Regions from separate parts of the Sus scrofa genome. Here region 1 is linked to region 2. A link is a contact called in public HiChIP or PLAC-seq data. All regions are on one chromosome and are shown on one strand. The core of a region is the stretch at or near the end of the contact, and the rest is flanking DNA. Distances in the headings are between cores, read along the strand shown.

Region 1 (5,046 bases), core at 1,280-3,779, 170 kb after region 2:
TGTGCCTTTGTCTTTGATTCAACGGCTCAGAGGTATTAGTGGCTTTTATCCTAATGGGATAACATTTAGCCTTTCAGCAGTAGAAATCTTAATTTTATTTGTAGACGAAGTAGTGGACATTGGAAATATGAGTGTCTTGAAAAGTGATTGGGCATTTTTATTGGGCCTGTTCCTCCCCAGCCATTTAAAAGTTAACCAGTGGGCACCAGATAACAGTGCATGAAACCACATCGAGGATCTGAACTGAGAACAGAGCGCAGTGGCTATTCTCGCTCCTCCCAAATGGTATACCAATTACACAAATTTGAATTAGTCACTCTGCACCCATTTGCAGTGCTCCTTGGGCACATGCTTTTAGAGTTGTGTTGTGTGCAGTGTACCTAAGTGTTGCTGTAACCCTGGGTGTTCCAGCTGAGATGTTATTTGAAGGCACAAGCAGAGACTAATCCTTGGAATCTTAAGTTGTTTACAGAAGGACCTCCATGTCCTGTTTGGTTATTTTCTCTTTTATTTTGTCTTTTCCTCTCATCCTTAGTATGCAAACAGGAATTTTAGGGTGGGGACAAAAATCCAGAAGTGCTAAAAATAAGTCACCTTGGCTGTAGGTATTTTATTCTTGGCAAAGGATTGTTGTATCACTTTGTTGTTATTGAACAGCTAGGCTATGAACCAGACTCCATTACAGCCCTGGTTTGACTCCTAAAAGATGGAATTGGTTATTTGAACTAGAATTGAAAGTGAGTGAAAATGTATCCATGCAAGGCAGGGATGGGTAGGTAAGCTAAGAGAAAGCTGAGAGGCTAAAGAGCCCTTCTGAGGAGTTCCTGTTGTGGCGCAGTTGTAACCAACCCAGTTAGTGCCCATAAGGATGTGGGTTTGATCCCTGCCCTGCTCTGTGGTTAAGGATCCGGCGTTGCCATGAGCTGTGGTGTAGGTCTCAGATGTGGCTCGGATCTGGTGTTGCTGTTGCTGTGACTGCAGCTCTGATTCATCCCCTAGCCTGGGAACTTCGTATGCCGTGGGTGTAGTCCTAAAGACAAAAAAAAAAAAAAAAAAAAGTACATCCCACAAAAACAGCCCTTTTGAGCCCCTGATACAGAAAGATCTGGAGTGCCTCTAGGGGTGGATTCAGAAAGCCTTATATTTGAGTTTGTAAACTGTTCAGGGGATTCTGAGCCTTCTAATTGAACTTAGATTTTATTCAAAAGTAGTTTGTTTCTCTTTCTCGTGTGGTAAATATTCTGATATTTTCTGTTTCAGTTGCTTAATGAGATCATGGGTGATTATGTTTTCAATACAGAGACTTTGGTTTGTTAGCATTTCAAATGTCACCCATTTGGCTGAGATTGAGCTTTGTGTTCCCTTGTGCTACCCAAGCTTTCAACTTCTGGGCTAATAAGCATGATTCTGAAATCCAAGGGTTTCAATTCTTTCAAAACTAGGAAACTAACAAAAACGATTACAGTTTAGTTATATGCTTGGTACCAAAGTTGTTGCTCATTTTGATGTAGATAAATGGTGGAAACCCTGTCAGCAAGGGAAGATCTCTTCGTCTTTCTTTCTGGAAGCATGTTTATCTGGTTAAGAAGATCACTTCACCTATAATAGACGATGCCAGGCAGGTGTGTTGGAGCTAGTGATCTGAGGAGGAAGAGGCCTTCCACCTGGGAGAGCTCAGGATGCTACAGAGAGCAAACACGGTCTGGTTCATAGCCCTAGTCCTCAGTTTAAATCTGTAGCTGTAACTGTTACAGCTCAGCTTCTGTGATATAATGTCAGACCCACTGCATAAAATGGAGTCATATTAGTCTGAGAGGTTTTCAGCCAGTATTATAACCTTTCCCTGCCTCATAGCTTACAACAAATTTTTGTTTTGTTTGTTTTTGCTTTTTAGGGCCATAACAGTGGCATATTGAAGTTCCCAGGCTAGGGGTCAAATTGGAGCTACAGCTGCCGGCCTACACCACAGCCACAGCAATGCCAGATCCAAGCCTTGTCTGTAAGCTACACCACAGCTCACGGCAACGCAGGATCCTTAACCCACTGAGCAAGGCCAGGGATGCTAGTCTGATTCGTTTCCGCTGAGCCATGATGGGAATTCCCAACAGTTTTTTTTTTGGTTTTTTTTTTCCCCCAAGAAAGCTTATCACTAACCAAGACTGGCATGCCCTGTGGTTCTAGCAGCAAGGTGTGTAGGCCTTGAGGTCAGGCAGTGCTGGGATCCAGTCCCTGCTCTGACACTTTCAGCACTGGGCAGTTTACTTTGCCTCTCTGATCCTCTTTGCCCATCTGTGAAGTGGGTGCTCATGCCTTGTGTGCTGAAGTTGAAGGTTTGGATCCATAGGTGCAAAGTTCATGGTGTACCACTTTTCGTTATGCTTGTTTCAAGGTAAATTTGTTTCTCACACTTAGAATATTTTCAGATATCCATCCAGAGACTTACCACAGTTTCCTGTTCCTTCAGGTTTTAGCTGTTCAGGAGCACTTGCTCTTAGATGTTATCTAGAAACCTGTACTTCATGTTGGGAATAGGTAGTTTCAGGCTCTGCAGCCTACAGCTTTCAGGCATTTGACACTGAGTGACTGTACAGGTGCATATCTCCTATTTCTGGTTTATGTGCAGAAATCAGGCCATACTACCCGTTTTTTGAACTAAAAAATTCTAATAGAGAACCAAGAATGGGAACTAGAACTCATCAGTCAGACAGCTATCTTGGTCAGTTCACGCTGCTAGGTGGCTTAACAGACCACCAGCTAGGTGGCTTAACAGACATTTATTTCTTACAGTCCTGGAGGCTGGCAAGTCTAGGATCAAAAGTGCTGGCAGATTTGGTACCAGGCGAAGGCCCTCTTCCTGGCTTAGAAGCAGCTGCCTTCTCACCATGTCCTCACATTGCTGGAGAGAGATCATCTTTCTCACCTCTTCTTAAAAGGCCACAGATCCCGTCTCGAGAGCTCCACTCTGCTGACCTAATCTCCCCACCCCATCCCCAAGCCTCACTTCTAAATATCCTCACCTTGGAGATGAAGGGCTTCAACCTGTGATTGGGGTGAGAGGCACTAGCATTCAGTCCATAGCCATGACTGATAAAATTTAATCCAAAGTTTAGTTTCTGTTGTCATTTAAACCTGCCAGGCTCTTTTCTTGTGCTTATTAACATTTTTTACCCCTTTGTATTTCTTAGTCGAAGGGCAAAATAGTCTCTTAAGTGGTACTGTTAACTACGATGGGGTTGGCCAACGTGGCTGCCTTCCTAGACCCGAGAGGGTGGATACCAGTAAATAAGGTAACGGGGAGTCGCTACAGAGCAGGCCCCCCTTAGCAGCCTCAGGCCCTCTGGACCCAGGTCTCGGCTTTGTTTGGTTTCCCAGGCTGGGATCTGGATTTACATGTGATAGGTCTGTTGTTTGCCTTTTTTTTTTTTTTTTTTTTTTCTTTTTTTTGTCTTTTTGTCTTTTCTAGGGCCCCACCCAGGGCATATGGAGGTTCCCAGGCCAGGGTCCAATCGGAGCTATAGCCACCGGCCTACACCGCAGCCACAGCAATGCGGGATCCAAGCTGCGTCTGCAACCTACACCACAGCTCATGGCAACGCTGGATCCTCAACCCACTGAGCAAGGCCAGGGATCGAACCTGGAACCCATGGTTCCCAGTCGGATTCGTTAACCACTGAGCCATGACGGGAACTCCTTTTTTTTTTTTTTTTTTAATACTGTGTTAAGCTGAAAAACTGCTGCTGCTAGTCTGCCTCATGGCCCAGGTTTGCCATCTCTTCTCACAGGGTCTTCTCAAGTGTTGAATGACCCAGTTCCAGCCTTTTCCCTGACACATGGATAATGTGTATCTTATTTTCACCCTAAGTGGTGATTCACAGTTTTCACTATTTACACCAACTATGGTGATTTTGAAAGCATGCGACTTCATTTTTAAGTTTTTTTTGTCTTTTGTCTTTTTAGGGCCGCACCTGAGGCGTGTGGCGGTTCCCAGGCTAGGGGTCCAGTTGGAGCTGTAGCCCCTGGCCTGCGCCAGGGCCACAACTCATGGCAACACCGGATCCTTAACCCACTGAGTCAGGCCAGGGAACCCGCATCCTCATGGATGCTAGTTGGGTCTGTTAACCGCTGAGCCATGACGGGAACCCCTAAAGCCTGCGACTTTAGGGAAAACAAAAGCAGGTTCTGTTTGTACTCTGCCTAGAGAAGTCTTACTTTGGCATTTCACTCTTGATTTTTATCAGCATTCCACCAGGTATTGTTATAGATGCACTAGTGCACCTTGCATTGTAAGCTTTATATGAGTTCAGAATGGGGAAGTTGTTTAGATTATTTTTGAAAAACCAAAACGAAGTTGTTGAACTCCTAAACCAGATTCTCCGTGTTGGTGTCTTTGATTATGATTTAACAGCCCAATGGTAGGCTTATGGTGGGATGATTACATAACCTACCAATGAGGAAGGAGGATAATCTACCTGGATTGGAACACCCAGGTAACCACTTTCTTAGACTTAGAGTAAGCCCACTGAGGACATATATTGTAAAATTTGACGGCTTCATGCAACTGAAATTTACTAAATTTTAGCTTTGAAATAACTTCTCTCTTGAAGTACACTTTGTCAAAAAGGTCAACCTTTCTGTAAGGTTTTTTTTTTTTTTTTCCCTTATTTAAAGTTTTTAAAAAACTATAGTTGATTGACAGTGTTCTGTCAATTTCTGCTGTAAAGCAAAGTGACCCAGTTATTTATATTTATATATACACACACACACACGCACATTCTTTTTCTCATATTACCTTCTATCATGTTCTGTCACGAGAGATTAGATGTAGGTCCCTGTGCTGTACAGCAGGACCTCATTGCTTATCCCTCCTAAATGTAATAGTTTGCATCTACGAACCCCAGACCCCCAGTCTATCCCACTTCCTCTCCCTCGGTAACCACAAGTCTGTTCTCTATGTCCATGAGTTTGTTTCTCTTCTGTAGATAGGTTCACTTGTGCCATATTTTAGTGCCACATATAAGTGAAATCATGTGGTATTTGTCTTTCCTG
Region 2 (4,938 bases), core at 2,292-4,791:
AATCCCCCTGAAGCTGTGGTCTTTTCCTCCTGCTGCCCTGACTGAGATACATGCCTTCCGAAAGATGCCTTTAGACTCCAGAAGACCTTATGGTCACGTGGGCACTGCTGCCCATGCATCCCTGCTTCTTCATGTTATGGATCTAAACAAGAAATAGCCTCTTTAATAGTTGATAAACAAAGCAAAAAAAAATTAAAAATAAGTCATTTGTGAGTATGGGAGGAAAGCCGGAAGCAACAGGAATGATCATAGCACGAGCATGCAATCGACAACTTAGAAATCCACATTGGACACACCTAGCCAAGTGTGTCAGACCATAGCCTCTGGAGTCAATTCTAGGGACCAACCTCAGCTCTACACCTCCTAGCTGCTGTTGATTTTGGATAAGTTACCTAACTTCTCTGGGCTACACTTTTTTTTTTCTTTTTATAGCCACACCTATGGCATGTGTAAATTCCCAGGCTAGGAATTGAATCGGAGCTGCTGCTGCCAGCCTACACCACAGCTACAGCAACGCAGGATCCGAGCCTCATCTGCAACCTATGCCACAGCTCACGGCAACACTGGATCCTCAACACCCTGAGCAAGGCCACAGATTGAACCCACAATATCATGGGTACTAGTCAGGTTCTTAACCCACTGAGCCACAACAGGAACTCCTGGGCCCCACTTTCCTGCCTTCCTTTCTTCTTTCCTTCCTTCTCTCTTTTTCCCCCTGCTCTCTCTTTTGTACACTGGGGTGGTCACAGCCCCCACCTCCTACCGTTGCTGTGAGGATAGGACAAGTTAGCATCTGCACAATTCTTAGACACCTCGCCAAGATAAGGATACTGCATGGGTATTAGCTAGCATTTATCACACGTTATTATTACAGGACTTTCTCCCAAATCCTTCCCAGCTGAGTTTCTTGGTCTCTCTTTGGCCCTTTGTCAACTGGTCCCCCTCCTTTTTCCCAGCTTCCCCACTGATTTCCCTCCTCTCCCTTGCTTTTTCCGGGATCACCCCTAGGGCGGGAGGTGGGAAAAGACAAATATTTTTTTGCCAGAGTCTTGTCTGTGTAAACAATTCGAGTCACTCAGAATCAGCGTGTCAGCCCTATGCAGCTGAGGGAGGAAATACGGAGCTGGGCAGCGGGATGATCCACTCGCCAAGCCTCTGGACTGGAGCCCAGCCTCAGGGCCCCCAGAGGACCCTCCCAGGCGCCAGGTCCCCCGAGCTCCTCAGGGCATCGACCCCACTTGTGGGGAAGGGGCTGTGGAGGATTGGTGAGGGCCCCAAAGGGAGAAAAAGGGGTCGGGGCCCTCAGGGAAGCTGGGGCCCTATCAAGCCCTGGCCTGGGTGCAGAACACCCCATCTGAGAGGTTCTGCCGACCCCATCAGTCCCAGGCCGCGAGGATGGTGGATGATTTTGAGGGGCTGGACTGGTGGTCTCCTCACGCCTTCCTTCTGCATTTCTCCCTCCTATAGAACAGAGCGATCAAACGTTCCATGTTCTCCGTCCCAGGCGTCCACGACCCCAGCAGTCAAGGTCCTTCAGGACAGAGGCTTTCCTTTGGCGGAATCTCTTTCCTAATAAGGCATTTACAGGAACAGACTTCTGATAAGGACAAATGAAGAAAAGTAAAATAAAAATGGCCCTTCACTCCACTCCACTACCAGGAGACTGGCCTGCTTTCGGTATGTGGAACAGTATGGCAGCTTAAATGAACAGGTGAGCTCCATGTGTGGATAGAAAAAATGTGTGCAGTGCACAATATACACGCCCTGCCACGTTTGAATGTCATGTAAACAACGAGTCTTTTTAGCAATAAGCACGTCTCATGAGATCCATTCACACTAAAAAACACCTGTTATTTATCTTAAACTCAGATTTACCTGGGCATCATGTATTTTCATTTGCTCATCGGGACAACTCAAAGCACACTCTTAGTAAGTGAAAAAAGCAAGTTGCCAAACCTTATGTTTCTACTGATCACATAACTTTAAACAAAAATTATTCTATATATAAACTTGCTTATGGAAACACACACACTCGTAGATAAAAAGCTCTGATACACAGGATGAGTATCTCTTCGGTATAGGATACAGGAGGGAGCCCTCAATTTTTACTGTACACACTTGTATGTTATTTACATTTTAAACATGGGACAAAGTCGTTTAAAAGATGAAATGAATGTATTATGGGTGAAAATACTTATAAAATAAATGAAAATGCAAAAGGTATATATACAATACATATACCTCATATATAAAAGGTATATATATTTTACATATGCAATTAATTACATCTATATATTTTTTTTCTTTTTAGGGTCACATCCATGGTAAATGGAAGTCCCCATGTTAGGGGTCGAATCAGAGCTGCAGCTTCTGGCCTACACCACAGCCACAGCAACGTCAGGTCCAAGCCAAGCCTGCAATCTACACCTCAGTTCATGGTAACACTGGATCCTTAACCCACCGAGGAAGGCCAGGGATCGAACTCATGTCCTCATGGATACTAGTCACATTCATTTCTGCTGCACCACAATGGGAGCTCCTATCTATATTTTTTAAGACCACTGTGTTAGGACATGAACTAAAAAGTTAACAATAGTTCTGGACACAGTACTCCAGTCACCCACATATGAGATTAATCCACACAAGTGGACTTGTGCTACTGCTTGATTTGTTGACCTCTCATTTATTTATCTATTATTGTTTATTTTTTGGCGGCACCCAAAGTATGCAGAAGTTCGAGAGCCAGGAATTCAATCCATGCCACAGCATCCACCCAAGCCGCTGCAATGACAATCCCAGATCCTTAACCTACTGTGCACACCGGAACTCTGCTGACCCCTCATTCAGATCACTCCAGGTTTACCAAGAGGAAGAGGAAGCCCATGGGGATAAGGGGAACACCTGGGTCAGGTTTTAGGCTGTGAGCTCAAGGATGGGGTCTAGGGTGGCCATACGCATAGGTTTATGTCATGGCAAACCACGAGTCCCAGGGACTGTGGAGCTAAATCTTCTTCCAAGTGGACACCTGCTGCCCCAACACCATTTTAAAGGCTGACACTAACTCTGAAAACTTAAATTGTGTCCTGAAGATATACAGCAATTTTCTGTACATTGGAAACCTCATGGAAAACTTTTAACCTTAGATCATTGCCAATACATTATATGTTTAACCTCTTGTGGGCAGCGCACGGCCACGAACTTGGCCAACTGAGTCTTTGTAAAACTCACGCCCCCACACTTCTCCAAACTCTGTGCGCTCCTCATCCTCCTGGATGACATTCTTTCAGGTTTGGATCCTCCAACCTCCTCCACCTCAAAATAGTCTATCAGACCCACCATTTGTTCTCTTTGATTCTATTTTTAGAGTGGCTTTCCTCTGGACAGAGCCAGAGAGCAGCTGCAAGAGCTGATGTCCATTCAACTGTGACCAAAAAAAAAAAAAAAAAAAAAAACCCACCCCAAATCCCCTTACACAAGCATGGCCACACCAAGGCTGTCCCCAAGCCTCTCCAAATACTGCTCTGAGCCTGAGAGCTCCCGCCACCCAGAGGTAGAAGGTCCCCTCTCCCGAACCAGCTGGTGCTGGGTGGAGGGGGTGTCGCAATAAACATGTGGGTGTGAAAAAGGAAGGAAGACTCACTTGTAGCAATTACTACTAAAAATGACTTCTTAGTAAATCTTACTAAAGGTAAGATTCACGACTTAATAGAAGCGAGGAATGTATTTATGCCAGAGGTCAGGTTGCAGTGAGGAAGGAGTCCAACTGAGTTTCTGCTTTCAGAGAGAACAGGCTGAGACCCAGTAGCAGGTGATGGATCCTACGTATAACACCTAATGTTTTTGCAGGCTGCTCTCTGCCCTCCTTCTACCAAGAACTTTTATGGATTTGCGCTCATCTTTCCCACCACCCTAGAAGTAAGCTGCTGAGAAAACAGACAAGAAGAGGGAGAAGCAAGTGGTTACCAGTAGATTAAGAGGCATTAAAAAATGTGAAATGTGGAGTTCCCATCGTGGCTCAGCGGTTAATGGATCTGATTAGCATCCATGAGGAGTCGGGTTCGATCCCTGGCCTGGCTCAGTGGGTTAAGGGTCCAGCGTTGCGGTGAGCTGTGGTGTAGGTTGCAGATGCAGCTCAGATCCCACATTGCTGTGGCTGTGGTATAGGCCTGGGGCTACAGCTCCGATTTGACCCCTAGCCTGGGAATCTCCATATGCCGAGGATGCAGCACTAAATAGACCAAAAAAAAAAAAAAAAAAAAGTGAAATGTCACTTCCTCATTTCCAAATCATAACCTTTGTCAATGAATCTTAAGCAGCACCCATTAAGTGGAAGCTCAAGCGAAAGGAGGCCCCAGGCTCCATCTGCTGCAGGTTGGCCATTCAACCTGCTCCCCCGCACCAATCCTGCCAGGAGTCAAGTCCACCCCCAGGACCCAAGGCCAGTCTGTGCACTTCCCTCAAATGCCCATAACCAGTAGTGTCACTTTGAGCTTCTGGGGTGAGGGTTAGAAGTGCAGGGCTGGTTCGGAGTTCAAAAGGGAGGGAAGCACCGAAGCTTGCTTCCGAAGAGGCAACTCAAGTCCATGGCAGGCTATTTTTACCCTTGGCTGCCTTAAAGGAATTTTATTCCTTGCAGGAGAGTAACTCAGGCAAGAGAATCTGGTTCACATAATGTGACCTCAAATTGTGTTAAAATACTCTCAGCTGATAAATGGCTTTGGGGAAGAAAGTTGTCAAATCATGAACCCATCCATGTGCCTCCTTGCTGTGGACAGTTTTGTTTAGATCTTGCTTCTCACGGAAACCTGAGGAATACATTGGGGGCAGAGACCCTGCCTCCAGTCCCCCAAAGCACAGGGCAGTGCTGGGACACCCACTGTGAGTTCATACATCTTGGCTGAATTTACCACTAAGTCATACACACAATTCATCCTGGGT

Evidence for each region. HiChIP or PLAC-seq counts read pairs in DNA pulled down with a chosen protein or histone mark.
Region 1: an H3K27ac HiChIP or PLAC-seq map of skeletal muscle shows a contact between it and region 2. The contact joins two enhancer-like sites. A contact is called at or near these places in 5 of 47 Hi-C or Micro-C datasets (embryonic fibroblasts, fetal heart ventricle, fetal skeletal muscle and 1 more) and 1 of 2 datasets of contacts at active chromatin or transcription factors (skeletal muscle).

Annotation. Positions count from the first base shown.
Region 1 is chr7:27,227,007-27,232,052 of Sscrofa11.1, forward strand. The region is part of intron 1 of GCLC (glutamate--cysteine ligase catalytic subunit); the gene reads left to right. Among named protein-coding and RNA genes, the nearest start is that of GCLC, 20 kb to the left of the region's middle. Within about 2 kb of position 2,530, at least 2 of the 83 cell types and tissues checked have an H3K27ac peak or open chromatin away from gene starts, as enhancers often do. A contact at or near this core is called in skeletal muscle, where this site is marked.
Region 2 is chr7:27,056,875-27,061,812 of Sscrofa11.1, forward strand. No RefSeq gene overlaps it. Among named protein-coding and RNA genes, the nearest start is that of KLHL31, 29 kb to the right of the region's middle. Within about 2 kb of position 3,542, at least 5 of the 83 cell types and tissues checked have an H3K27ac peak or open chromatin away from gene starts, as enhancers often do. A contact at or near this core is called in skeletal muscle, where this site is marked.